2 separate regions of the Triticum aestivum genome follow, and region 1 is linked to region 2. Evidence: chromatin contacts called from public Hi-C data. All regions are on one chromosome and are shown on one strand. Each heading gives the region's core, a stretch centred on a gene start, on an enhancer-like site or on the middle of the called end of the contact. The rest is flanking DNA. Distances are from core to core; before and after follow the strand shown. Region 1 holds the start of LOC123055624 (transcription factor MYBC1). Region 2 has its middle 110 kb from the start of LOC123146260.

Evidence for each region. A called contact is a pair of places that touch in the nucleus more often than the background predicts.
Region 1: a contact with region 2 is called in a Hi-C map of leaf, with 9 times the contacts expected there. The contact joins the promoter of LOC123055624 here to the enhancer-like site in region 2. A contact is called at or near these places in 3 of 5 Hi-C or Micro-C datasets (all in leaf).

What each region holds. Positions count from the first base shown.
Region 1 is chr1A:453,055,759-453,062,643 of IWGSC CS RefSeq v2.1, reverse strand. It overlaps LOC123055624 (transcription factor MYBC1), which reads left to right and starts at 2,251. Exons shown (of 1, transcript XM_044479563.1): 1 at 2,251-4,045. The coding sequence starts at 2,707. The coding sequence ends at 3,645.
Region 2 is chr1A:452,371,049-452,377,325 of IWGSC CS RefSeq v2.1, reverse strand. No RefSeq gene overlaps it. Among protein-coding and RNA genes, the nearest start is that of LOC123146260, 110 kb to the right of the region's middle. Within about 2 kb of position 2,090, at least 8 of the 8 cell types and tissues checked have an H3K27ac peak or open chromatin away from gene starts, as enhancers often do. A contact at or near this core is called in leaf, where this site is marked.

The DNA of each region.
Region 1 (6,885 bases), core at 1,002-3,501, 690 kb before region 2:
TGAAGAGGCCAAGGGGCAAGACCAACTCCAAGGTGGACGACATACGTGATGCCTCATCCATGACCTTGCATGAGACTTTGCATGGCATGATGTCTCAAAAGGATGTGAGGGACGAGAAGAAGCGGCAAAGCAAGGACGAGCAAATGAAGCAATACCTAGAGCTTCAAAGGAAGAAACTTGAGATGGAGGAGGCGGCCAAGAAAAGGAAGATCGACTTGGAGGAGGCGTCCCGGCAAAGGCAGCTCGACATCGAGGCCGCCAATGTCACAGCCAAGCAGAGGCAACTCGACATCGAGGCCACCAATGCCGCAACCAAAGTAAAGGAGGTGGCCCTTGCGATCATGAGCGTGGATTTGACCAAGATGAGCGAGAAGACGAGGAGCCGGTTCGAGGCGGGCAGAAGGAGATGTTCGACGCCGACGGCCTGAACTAGGTTGTTCGATCGGCCGTGGCCGTTCTTTTTTGGAGGCTGGCATGGGTGCCGCTCGCTGGGCCGCTGGTTGTGTGCCGGTGAGAAACACATTCGTTTTTGGAGGCTGGCTGTGTTGACGGCGAACAAAACTATTCGTTTTGGAGGCTGGTTGTGTTGCTGGCCGCTGGCTCTGTTGCCGGTGTGAACTAGGGCCGCTGGCCTGAACTAGGGCTTGGTAGTTCGAACGCTGTTGTTTTTAAAATGAAGACGGACAAGATGGGGCCAAAGGATGCGGCCGCGCGCTGATCGCACGGTCACCACATCCGACAACAGGCCCGGACACGACCCCATCGCCCTACCCAAACGGATAGAATCCGGGTAAAACGGACGTCTGTTTGGGGACGCGCGGTGAAGTTGGCCTTATGTCTTGCAACCCATTTCTTTAAAATAAAAAAAAAATCTATCTTTTATTGTCATGGTATTTTTAGATCCTACAAACAAAATAAGCCCGCAATGGTAATTTTGTTAGGAACTGTGTTGTGTAACCGAACTCAAATATGGTATAAATTAATGCTACACCTCCCTGTAAGATACACATTATCTTTCATTTTAGACATAAATTTAATTTTCATCATCAATGGATAAGAGTAGTGCACCATAGAAGATTAGCGCTCGCTCCGTCTAGAAGTAATTGTCGCAGAAATGTATAAGAATGAATGTATCTATAACTAAAATACGTCTAGATACATCCATTTCTCTATTAAATATTTTCGAAAGACTTGGATAACACCACCAATCAATTGGTGGTAAAACGGCTGTCCCCGGCTCAATTGCCACTGCCGAGAACAAATCCAAATTGAATCCTGCCTTTCCTCAATTATTACCAGTATTACCACTTCCCTTTTCTGTGCAGAAAGAAAAAAAGAAGAAGCTGCGAGAGTAGACCCAATAGGCCATGTTTATTAGCTTGATTGAAAGCGAGATAGGTGTACCCATTAAAACAAATGGTGAGAATGCAAGGAGCCTTTGACCGCTGCATTCACAATCAAATCCAGTGAAATACGATTTTTTTAGTAACTTTTAACCGGAACAGCGACATGAGATTCACCCAACCAAATCCTACTCCTGCTACATTCCTAGACGCTGAACGGCTGTACCTGCGGCAGCAGCAGCAGCAGCAGCTGCTAGGTGGGAGCACGTACCAGATCCAGCCCTCCCTCCCACCCCTGCGTGCATAGATCCAGTCGGTCCAGACGATCGATCCGTCCTCCGTCCGTCCGTCCGTCCAGGCAACCAACGCGGGACGCGCGCGATATCCACCTCGACCCCGAGGCCACACGAGCCACACGAGATTCCCCCTCCCCACCACACCACTCCCGCTCCCCGGTTCGGCTCGGTTCGGTTTGATCCGGCGGGGCGAGGCGAGCGACATGTCCACATGAGGACAAACCAAACTCCAGCTAAGAAGATATCTCCCCGTCGTCTCGTCCCGTCTCGTCCTTTTCCAGTCCAGTGTTTTTGTTTTGTCACCCTGTGCATGTGTTGTGTAGATATGCGCCCCGGAAATCCCGGAAAAACGAAATCGCTCGGCTTATCTTTTTCTTTTCCTCTTTATTATTACGTACTCCCTCCGTTCTAAATTACTCGTCGCAGAAATGGATGTATCTAGAACTAAAATACATCTAGATACATCCATACCTGCGACAAGTTATTAGTGAGTATTTATGTAGGATATGTAGGAGGAGAGGGGAAAGGGGGAGGAGAATCACGCACAATTAAAATCGAGTGTGAAGGCAGGACCAACAAGCGAGCAAACAAAGAAAGCAACCGAGGATAGCACAAAAATAGCTTTAAAGCCGGACGGACGGAGGCAGGGCGGGGCAGCCCACTAGTTGAACTGCACCGCACCACTCCCGAACTCATCAGATACCCTCCTCCTCACTCATCGTCGGCCTATCGTCCGTCCTAGAGAGAGAGGGAGAGGGAAGGGGTGAAAAAGGTGTGAGCAGATTGTTGATAGATAGAGGGGGGGAGAGAGAGAAAAGAGGGGGATATCGCAGCAGCAGCCGCAGCAGCGGGCAGAAAGAAAGACCCAAACGAGTGAGAGAGAGCGCCACGAAAGCTTAGAAGAAGAGAGATCCACCTCGAAGTAACCCCCCTCCCTCCCTCCCCATCCTCTCCTTCCTCCCCACGCCCTCCTCCCAGCGCGAGAGCACGCCGCTGCTGCCAGCGGACGACTGCGGCCAAGGCGGCGAATTGCTCTGCTCCGCTCCGCTCCGGGCCGGGCCGCGAGGATGAGGGAGGAGGAGGAGCCCAGCTGGTTCGCGCGCTTCGACGAGGACCTGCCGGCGCCCGACGAGCTCATGCCGCTCTCGCAGTCGCTCATCACCCGCGATCTCGCCGCCGCCTTCGACATCCCCACCACGCACGGCGGGGGCGGCCCGCTCAGCGGCGGCGCCGACGGGGCCGGCGGCGCGGGCGGCCAGGAGATGAACGGCGGCGCGTCCTCGGCCGCCGGCTCCAGCGGCGGCAACGGGGGCGGCAACGGCGAGGAGCCGGCCAGGACCCTCAAGCGGCCGCGCCTCGTGTGGACGCCGCAGCTGCACAAGCGCTTCGTTGATGCCGTGGCGCACCTCGGCATCAAGAACGCCGTGCCCAAGACCATAATGCAGCTGATGAGCGTGGACGGCCTCACGCGCGAGAACGTCGCGTCCCACCTCCAGAAGTACCGCCTCTACCTCAAGCGCATGCAGGGGCTCGGCAACGGCGGTGGCGGCGGGGGAGGCAGCCACTCCTCCGGCTCCGGGACCGACGCAGCCACCGAGCACCTCTTCGCCACCGGGCCCTCCCCGTTCCTCCCGCCCGGCCGCGGCCCGGCCGTCGCCGACCCCTACACCCCCTACGCCGCCATGCCGTCCCACCCCGCGGCGCACCACCATCACCACCACCCGCAGCAGATCGGCCACTTCCACCACCCCGCCGCGCGCCCGTTCGGCCACTACGGCGCCGGGCCAGGCGGCGGCTTCGACCACGGCTTCCTGAGCCGCGCCGTGGCCAGCGGCGCGCCAGTCGGCCCGCCCGGGATGCACCACCGCATGGTCGGCGGCGGGGCCGCGATGGGGATGATGGCGCCGTCGTCCTTCGCCGAGGAGCTGGAGCTAGGGTCCCGCGGCGGCGGCGGCGGCGGCGGGCGCCGGGAGCTGACGCTGTTCCCGACCTCCGGCGAGCACTGAGCGTCGACATCGACGGTGACCGGCATCGAATGGCGTCCGTCCGTCCGTCCTCCTCGGGTATATAAAATTCGTTTTCCCCTCTGCCGCCGCCGCTACTTCCCACAGATCGGCATGGAATCCCAGCAAGATTCACCGCATCGTCATATCATAGAAGGCCAAGAATTCTTGGGAATTAGCGCTCCGCCACCCACCCATCCATCCATCCAATCCATCCATATTTTCTATCTCTCTCTCTCTCTCTCTTGGCCAGTGCTTCTGTTCTGTTCTTGTGTTGCGGATATTTGTCATTGCTGTTCCCGTTCTCTCCTTGTTCTTTGCTGTTGATGACATAAAAGCTTAGCCCTAGAGACAATTATTTTAGACGGTAAAAAAGTTGTGAAAATTTGGTGCCTGCTAGTAAGTACTTTCATTCATGTTGCTGGTTGTCTGAGGAAAGAAAATTGAATCCTTGCGAATTGCGCGGAGGATACAGGCTCCAGGGGCCAGTCTGCTCTGCTCATCCCGGCGACTGACACTTGAGCCGTGATCCCGCGAAACAAGTGATGCAATCATCTACCGTTGCAGATTGCATAGGTGAGTCGACTCGAGTAGAGATGATATAGGCAGGATTGAATAATGTCAAGGACCCACCCACCCTGAGCTTGGAGGTGAATTTAAAGTTTGTTTGTACCGGCATGATGACAATTTAGCTCCTCGTCCTTCGGGCTTCAGGAGGATGAACATGTGTAGCAAAGGTTGCACTAGTTGCTCTTACATTCTGCTGCCGCTGCTGCTAGGATCATGATTCAGAGCAAGCCAAATTGGAGTTTCTTGTACCAGTAACCATTTGTAAATCTTCCCTGCTCCATTTTAAAATCTTACTGTTTCCTGTAGCCTGAGAGAAGAACAAAAAAAAGAAAACCATGTTGAATTGTGCGCGTACAGTGGTGCTTAATTGGGGGTATGTTCAAATCAACAGTATCTCCCTGCTCTCCCAATGCGCGAACGCGTCACACTATTCACTAGCAGGTGTGAAGCAGGCATTCCCAACCACGCTGACAGTATCTTGCCCACCTGATCATCTGAGCGACTTGGCAGTGATAATTTAGCAGGGCAGATTAGAGATCGTGTGGTACCGTGGATCTGAATTCTCAAACACGCGCTGACTTGGCAGTGACGATCAGAGAGTACCACGATGTCATGTGATTTGCTCAACCACATTCCCCGTAGCCATCTAGGTGTATGTAGCGCAGGTAGGAGGAGTGTATCTGATCTGATCTGTATTGGCGTTGACGAGTCTGAAGAAAGATATGTGGATGGATGGGGGAGGCGCTGCGCTGCGGCATTGATTTTCCGAGGAGGGAGGGAGGGAGGGAGGGACGGGGTTCGTGTTGCTGTTAGGGGCGTGACCTGGCATTAAGTGATGTGACCACGAGAGCGACCAAGGCGTTAATGGGAAAAAAAAAATCTATGCGGATCGGCCCATCCCCCGCAGGTAAAGAAAGCGAGGTGTGTGGATTTTGTTCAGGTGAGCGACGACGAGGACTTGTCTTGTCCCCCACCCATCCCCTCCCTCGGGACATGCTATGCTACCATTGCTTGCTTGGTTTTCCACCATCTCTGACTGTTCTTTACTTTCCCGGTTCCCCCCTCCCACACACAACGGGTTGGTGAATGGATCAGCGCAGCAGCAGGGAGCGGGTCAGTGTCTCGCGTAAAAAATCTTTGAAAATGTTTTTTTTAACTTCCGATCTATTGATCTTCAATCATGACAGTACAACGGACATCAAAAATAAAAATTACATCCAGAATCGTAGACGACCTAGCGACGACTACAAGCACTGAAGCGAGCCGAAGGCGCCGCCGTCATCACCCTTTCATCATCGGAGTCGGGCACAACTTGTTGTAGTAGACAGTCGGAAAGTCGTCGTACTAAGGTCTCATAGGACCAGCGCACCAGGACAGCAACCGCCGCCGATGAAGAATAACATAGGTCGGAAGGATTCAACCCAAAGGCACACGAACGTAGACGAACAACGACGAGATCCGAGCAAATCCACCAAAGATAGATCCGCCGGGGACACGCCTCCACACGCCCACCAACGAATGCTAGACGCATCACTGGAACGGGAGCTCGGCCGGGAGACCTCTATTCCATCTTCAGGGAGCCGCCGTCGTCTCACCTTCCTATGCAGGACACAAACCCTAACAAGACAGAAAAAACGACTAAAAACGGAGCCCTCCCGCCCGCCCTTGGCAGGATCCATCGCGCCTCCATGGCCCTAAGGCCACCGGAGACAAGGCGGACCTGCGGCGGCGCTGGCGAGAGGCAGGACCCTAGCTTTCTTTTCTGAAGGAGGAGGATGAGCGACTTGAGGACACACAGATAACCTTCGAAAATGTTAAATCCTGAACGTCGGATTTTAAGCATGGCAATCCGAACGTTTTCATCGCAACTTTGGTTCCCGCGAGGTAGGCAAACTTTGGTTCCCGCGATGAAAACGTTTGGATTGTCATGCTTAAAATCCAACGTTCAGGATTTAACATTTTCTAACAAAAAAAATGAGCTGGTACAAATCTGAATGCTCGGGATTTATCAGGGTCCAAAATCTTTCATCATCAGAAACGAAAATGCACGGTTGGAATCCATGGTTTTGTGATCCAACTACTTGGCCCCGTGCGCCCGCGCCACTGACCAGGTTCGGCATTCGTGTTCCACGGAATGAGCACGACAAGGGCGAGCTCACGCTTCTCGCGCGGGGGCACGGTGTGAAATCCTATGGCCAGCTCACATTTCTTGTAAAATGTACCAGATCAGTTTTAGATATTAGTGTGTGCTTTTTTGGCTACCGGGTAATAAGAAATCATAGTATCTGCACATAATGTACTCCTTCCTCCCGTTATTTTTGCTTCATGTTATCGCTCCATAGGTCTTATCCTACCAATAATTACGGAGCACATTTACACCTTCCTCCCCTTATCCTTGCTCCACGTTATCACTTTGTGGGTCGTATCCTACCCATAATTATGGAATATTCCGTATTTCCTATCGCTATCTTTCTACCACTAGTTATGGATCATATTTATTCTTTCTTTTATTTCACATTGACGATGGATAGATAATCCTACCGATAAATACGGAGTAGATATACTCCTTCGCCACGTTATCATTGCTCCACGGTATTGCTTCATGGGTCCTATCCTACCGAGAATTATGGAGAGTATTTACATGTTCCATGTTATCGCTCTGTGAGTTTTATC
Region 2 (6,277 bases), core at 841-3,340:
GACATTTATTTTCACCTTGTACCGTAAATGACGGTTATTTTAAACTTTCGTGTCTTTTGTGGGATCTGCTAGTGATGCTTTCCGACCATCCACGTGAGCCCCAGCTAACCCTCGGGGGAAAAAAAGTGAGCCCCAGCTAAACTGTGTTGCTTGCCTGAGCAAGAAGTCTAATTACTACTAGTACTAGTACTATAAAACAGTTAAGGAAAATGCTAAACAGAGAGCATATGAAAAGAGTTTCCGTTCCATGACATGTGCACGACTGGGCATGCAAGCCGAGAGAGCAGGGATTGCATTATTGGCCCTGTAACGACTGGGGTCGCAAAAGGCCACTTGGTACTTTGCTTATTTTTATCCACCCAATCTACTTTTGCTCCTTTTCTTGCAAGCTTTGCCTCGCCTCACCTCATGTGCTGTGCAGAAAGGCCAGATTGCTAGTTCTGGAGGCAAAAGGGCAGCCAGGAACCAGCAAGGAAGGACAAAAGCTAGGATCTAATGCGCAGCAGCAGCTGCAGGCAGATTGCAGCTATTGCGCTGCGCAGGTGCGCGTATCCCAACCACCCCTGCCCATCTCACGGCAACGCCACGCGACTCCCTCCACTGATCCGGCCCGGCGCAGCGCAGGGGAATGTGCTGCCAAAAGCTAGCGATCCCACCCACCCCGACGGCTTCCTCCTCTTTCATCACCCCACGAGGGGCGGGAGGAATCTCCATCCGACGGCCGACGGCGAAAGCTGCCGGGGCATCTCGGCGATGGATGGAGATGGACTCAACTCCGCACCTGATGCCTTTTTGACGCGGATTGGATGGTCTTTCTTTTTATCATCATCAGAAGATCCGGTGCGTTTTGCCTGGGTTAATATTGTGGTTCACGCCACAAGGAATTTCACCAGGTTGAGCTGTGATGCAATCAGGTTGGAGAGTTTGGGAAGACCTGCAAACCTAGCACCAGTTAAGCTACTTTTCGAGCCATAATAGAAAGGTTGCCGAGAGTGTGAGAGTTGCCGAATCGAGCCCGCGATTGAACGCGGTGAGAGGCTGATCCGCCATTCATGGTGATCTTTATTTGTAGACCTCCGTGTGCGGCCAAATGGGGCAAGAACCTCCGAGGAAGCATGCGGCTACTAAATTTATGTTAAAACAGGGCCCAACAACTCATACTTGATTAACCAAGTTGCGTCGGATGTGCCTCGTTTTTGGTAATGACGCGATCCGGACATCTATGCAGCGTGCAAATCTCCAAAATCGCAATTTGCTGGTGTAAAGCTTACGAGCCGGGAAGGGGAAGTAGAATGGGGCCTTTTTTCGAGTTATCGAGGACTGAAAATGATGAAAGTCGTCTTGTCAAGTTAGCATGCCACTAAAAAACTCAGATTTCGGGACAGCTACTTCCCTGGCCGGCAGGAAATGAATGAAAACCTGGAGATTTTTTTTTCAGGGACTGCTAGGGACAGAGCTTGTGTATGAACATGACCGACCAAAGGGTCCACAAGAGCTGCTGCCACTATTATATGGAGTTGTCCGATTGTCTCAGTTAGCTCAATCATGCTTCTTCTTTAGGTTATCTATATAAACGTCCACAGCGAACGTGTGTGGCATGCATTTTTGGAGAGCTTTCCCTGTCGGGGAAACTTGATCTGGACAAATTATTGTCATACTAGTAGATGGCTTCTACTACTAGTAGTACCTGTAGGCCGTGCGAGTCAAGCTAGTTACGCGTGAATAAAGTTGATATATACATGACACGATGAGCATGCAAGTTCCGAGAGAATCAGACTTTAGCATTGGCTCCGCTGCTTTGCTTTATCAATCAATCAGTAAGAAGAAGAAGCTGGAATCCGGGCAACTCGATGGTGATCCCGGTCGAGATGCCGCTCGCGCTCGGTGCGCCCTCTCTTGACTCAACCCAGATCATGCGCACAGGGTAGTAGTACGTGGCCCAGAAGGTGCACGCACGGACGTACAGTGCGGTGTCGGAGAGAACTGTGGCGTCACGGCAGCGCCCAACCTACGGTACGGTACGGGCGGGCAGTGCAGGCCCCGAAGCCGACGGCAACGGGATCGGTGGCAGCACTGGGCGGGCAGTGGTGTGTGATAGGCAGAGGCAGGCCCACCCCGGGTCTCGCTCACTCATCTCTGATGGTGGTGGTGGTGGTGGAGGAGCAGGCAGCAGGCGTGTGGAGATCAGAATCTGGCCTTGTCCTCTTGTTGCCGCGCCCGTCCGTCCTCCCGGCCCGCCCCACGGCCATGCGTATCTGCTTGGATGGGTGCCCCCGAGTCGTTAGCTGTCAAGGAAAGATGCTTCCACGGACACGAGCGAGAAAGCTGGGACGGACGGACGGGGGTGGGCGACCTGATCACGCATCGTCGCTGCGGCTGCTCGCTCGCCCGCTCGCCCGTGGCCCCCGCGCATGGCCTGGATCACAGCGCGCGCATCCTCCGTCCTGCCCTCGCCCTGGCCCTGGCCCTGCTGCGATGCGTGCTCCATCGGCGATGCCACTGTGTGTACTCGCCTCGCTTGCTGGGTGATCTGGTGCGGGTCGGCCGGCCTTTTTTACTGCGTGAGGTGTCCCAAGCCTTGCCCCCGGAGGAGAGACGACGGCAAGAATTTTTCTTCTGTTTTTCCAAGACCGAGCCCAATTCATCCGATTTGCCTGCATTTTGAGAAGCCGGTGCATCTCCGCTCCCAGGATAGATCTGTGCTACTGCCTGCTATGCCTCCCCGCACCGCGCATACGAGGACCATTTCATTCGAAAAGTACTGATAAACATATTGCACTTTTTTTAATAAGCACACAAAATCCTGCATGCTGATCCATGTCGGACCACGTTGAGCGGATGGCAATAGAATCGGATTGTTGGTCGACCTGATCTCAATCCAATAACTATAGCTCGTGCAAAACATGCGACCATGACGCGGAGGTGATCCGCCGACCGGATAGGCCTTGTCTGTGGCGAAAGTGGCGGAACCCAGTGCGTACTTTTTTTTTTTTGAGTCTGGAACCCAGTGCGTACTACTCCTGCGCGCTACGAGAGCTCCTATACGCCGCCCGTGAGCGTCCGAGCGACGCGGCTTCGCTGAAGTGAAGCGCAAACGGGCCGGCCCGATAAGCACGCTGCCGACCTCATTCTGGATCCAAGCGAGCCAACCAGCCGAGCTAGCTACCTACAACGGTAAAATTGCAGCGCCTGTCTTAAAGTATAAAAGGCAGCGGCAAATCATGTTATTTTTTAAAATAAATATTTTTATAATATGCGTTGAACAAACTTTAGAATACAGAGAGTTTTTTAAAACAAATACTGAATTTTTTTTAAATACACAACTGAACATTTTTTTTGTATACGTTGAACAATTTTTTTATATACGATGAACAAATTTTAAATACACAATGAACTTTTTTTAATATACGTTGAACAATTTCATTATATACTATGAACATTTTTGTAATACACGATGAACAATTTTAGAATGCAAGGTGCACTATTTCATAATATACGATGAACATTTTCTTAATATGATGAAGATTTTTGTAATATGCGGTGAACTTTTTATATAATGCGCAATAAAGATAAGAAAAACAAAAGAGAAAATAAAAAGGAAACATAAAAGAAAAAAAGAACCAAAAAAGAAAAAGGAAAAAAAAACAACTGAAAACCAGGCAAAACAATGAAAACACTGGAAGAAAAAATCGTAGAAGAAAAACGAAAAAAACCCCGCAAGGAATAGAGAAGGAAGCGGCAGCGAACGCATCGAACGGTAAACGCTGATCCCGTACATGGGCCGGCCCAACCAATGGCTCCCTGCGCGAAAGCACAACATTCTGACGCTAACGAGCGTCAAATAGGGTATGCCGCGCGCTACACGTCGGCATCGCGCCGTGCGATAGCGCCGCCTTGACCAGCCCATCTGATATTTTCTTTTTTTGATACCAGCCCATCAAATCGACCGGGCTTTTTCTTGGTTGTGCATACGCATGGAGCGGGTGTCTGTCTAGCTTGGCGTTTCCTATTTGACGCTTGCCGCATCAAATTGTCGCAAAAGCTCGTATATAGAACACTTACGTTGTTATATGTATTGGGCCAGCTCATACTAGAGAACCCGGTTTTGGGAACCTTCTAGAATGTTATTGACTAGATATTTCGTTCACCATTTTTAACTTTGTCTTTTTCCTCATTTTTATAGCCTCTTTGATTCATAAGATTGCAAAAACACAGGAATAGAAAAAACGTAGGATTGGAATGGCATGTCCATTGGATCCCTATAGGATTTGAGTTTGTTTGATTGTGTCACGGGGAAAACAAAGAATTTCTTTCGAGAGGTTGGAATGGATGTTAGAATTCCTGTGAAATGTAGTACAAACGAATCCTTAAAAAGAATTCCTACGGGATTCAATCCTACGAATCAAATGACCAACGTAGGAAAAATTTCTAAGGATTCTAATCCTTTAAAGATCCTATAAAAATCCTTTGAATTAAAGAGACCATAATTTTTCTTGCATTTGAAAGTTTGTAAAAAAATATTAGAACATTTTCCAAAATATTCACAAATATATAAAATATGCATGATTTTTAATAGCATTTTTAAAATAATCATGTTTTCCATAAAATGTTCTCAAAAATAAATGAAAAATCCATTTTTTTTAATGTTCACTTCAAAAATATATGAGTGTGATAATGTTCAACTTACAATAGATTGTCGTTTCACGTAGTTGTCCAACATTTAAAAAGAATTTGTTTCGTACTGTCTCAACTATGTGATCAATCTTATGCATATTTTCTTATAGTGTGTCACCATGTACTTTGATCCCGTCACAACGCACAGGTACTATACTAGTTAGTAAACTAATTAATCTTCTGCCTAAGATTTTCACCATGCGGATTACTTAAACTAACTAGGACACACTAACGTTACACTGGCTATAATCCTTTGTGTTGCTTCAATGATTTGAGAATTGAGGTTGTCAAACATTTGTACATTCAATGTTATTTTCCCAAAGAATTATGGATGCAGTTCAATCGGGATTACTTGATGATCAACCTTGTCGTAGCAAACACTACCTCTATTAGAGCATGGTTGTAACACCCTTGATGCGACTATAGCTCCCACGTGTCGAGGCACGACTTAGAGACATAATCGCATTGAAGGCATAAGTCGCAAGTTAGGCAATCTTCACAACATCCCATGTAATATGATAATAAAAAGGGAGATAACATAATTGACTTACACTCACCACGTCAATCAAGTACATAAGTAACATTACATCATCCAAACACTCATGGCCCGACTACGGCGCCAAAATAAAAGAGAACCCAACATGGGACACGGTCCCGTTCACCCCCAACTGGGCACCACTACTGATCATCGGGAAAGGAAACATAGTATTGTTGAGAGTCTTCGTCGAACTCCCACTTGAGCTCGTATGCGTCTCCTGGAGCGGAATCATCAGGCCCTGCATCTGGTGTAATAGTAATCTGTGAGCCACAGGGACTCAGCAATCTCGCACCCTCGCGATCAAGACTATTTAAGCTTATAGGTGAGGCAATGTGGAATAAGAGTGGAGCTGCAGTAAGCGACTAGCAAGTATGGTGGCTAACTTATTCGCAAAAGAAAGCGAGAAGAGGAGGCAAAGCACGAGCGAGAAACTAGAGGGGCAACCTGCGCAAACATTACTCCAACACCGTGTCCACTTCCCGGACTCCGCCGAGAAGAGGCCGTCACGGTAACACACTCGGTTGATTCATTTTAATTAATTAAGGTTCAAGTTGTCTACAACCGGACATTAAAAAATTTCCATCTGCCCATAACCGCGGGCGCGGCTTTCGAAAGTTCAATCCCGGCAGGGGAGTCCCAACTTAGCCCATGACAAGCTCTCACGGTCAACGAAGGAATAGACCTCCTCCCAAGACGTTCCGATCAGACTCGGTATCTCGGTAACTCAAGACACTTCGACAGGTTAAAACAAGACCAGCAACACCGCCCGAATGTGCCGACAAATCCCGATAGGAGCTGCACATATCTCTTTCTCAGGGCACACTCAGATTGTCCTAGGTACGGGTAGGCCAGCCCAGAGTTGCCCCTGGTGGCTACCGGTAGCTGACAGGTGGACCAACACTCAGAGGAGCACTGGCCCGGGGGGGGGGGTTAAAATAAGATGACCCTTGAGTCTGCAGAATCCAAGGGAAAGAAAAGGGTAGGTGGCATGGTAAAACCAATATTGGGCATTGCTGGAAAAGCTTTAATCAAGGCGAAATATCAAGGGGTTCCCATTATAACCCA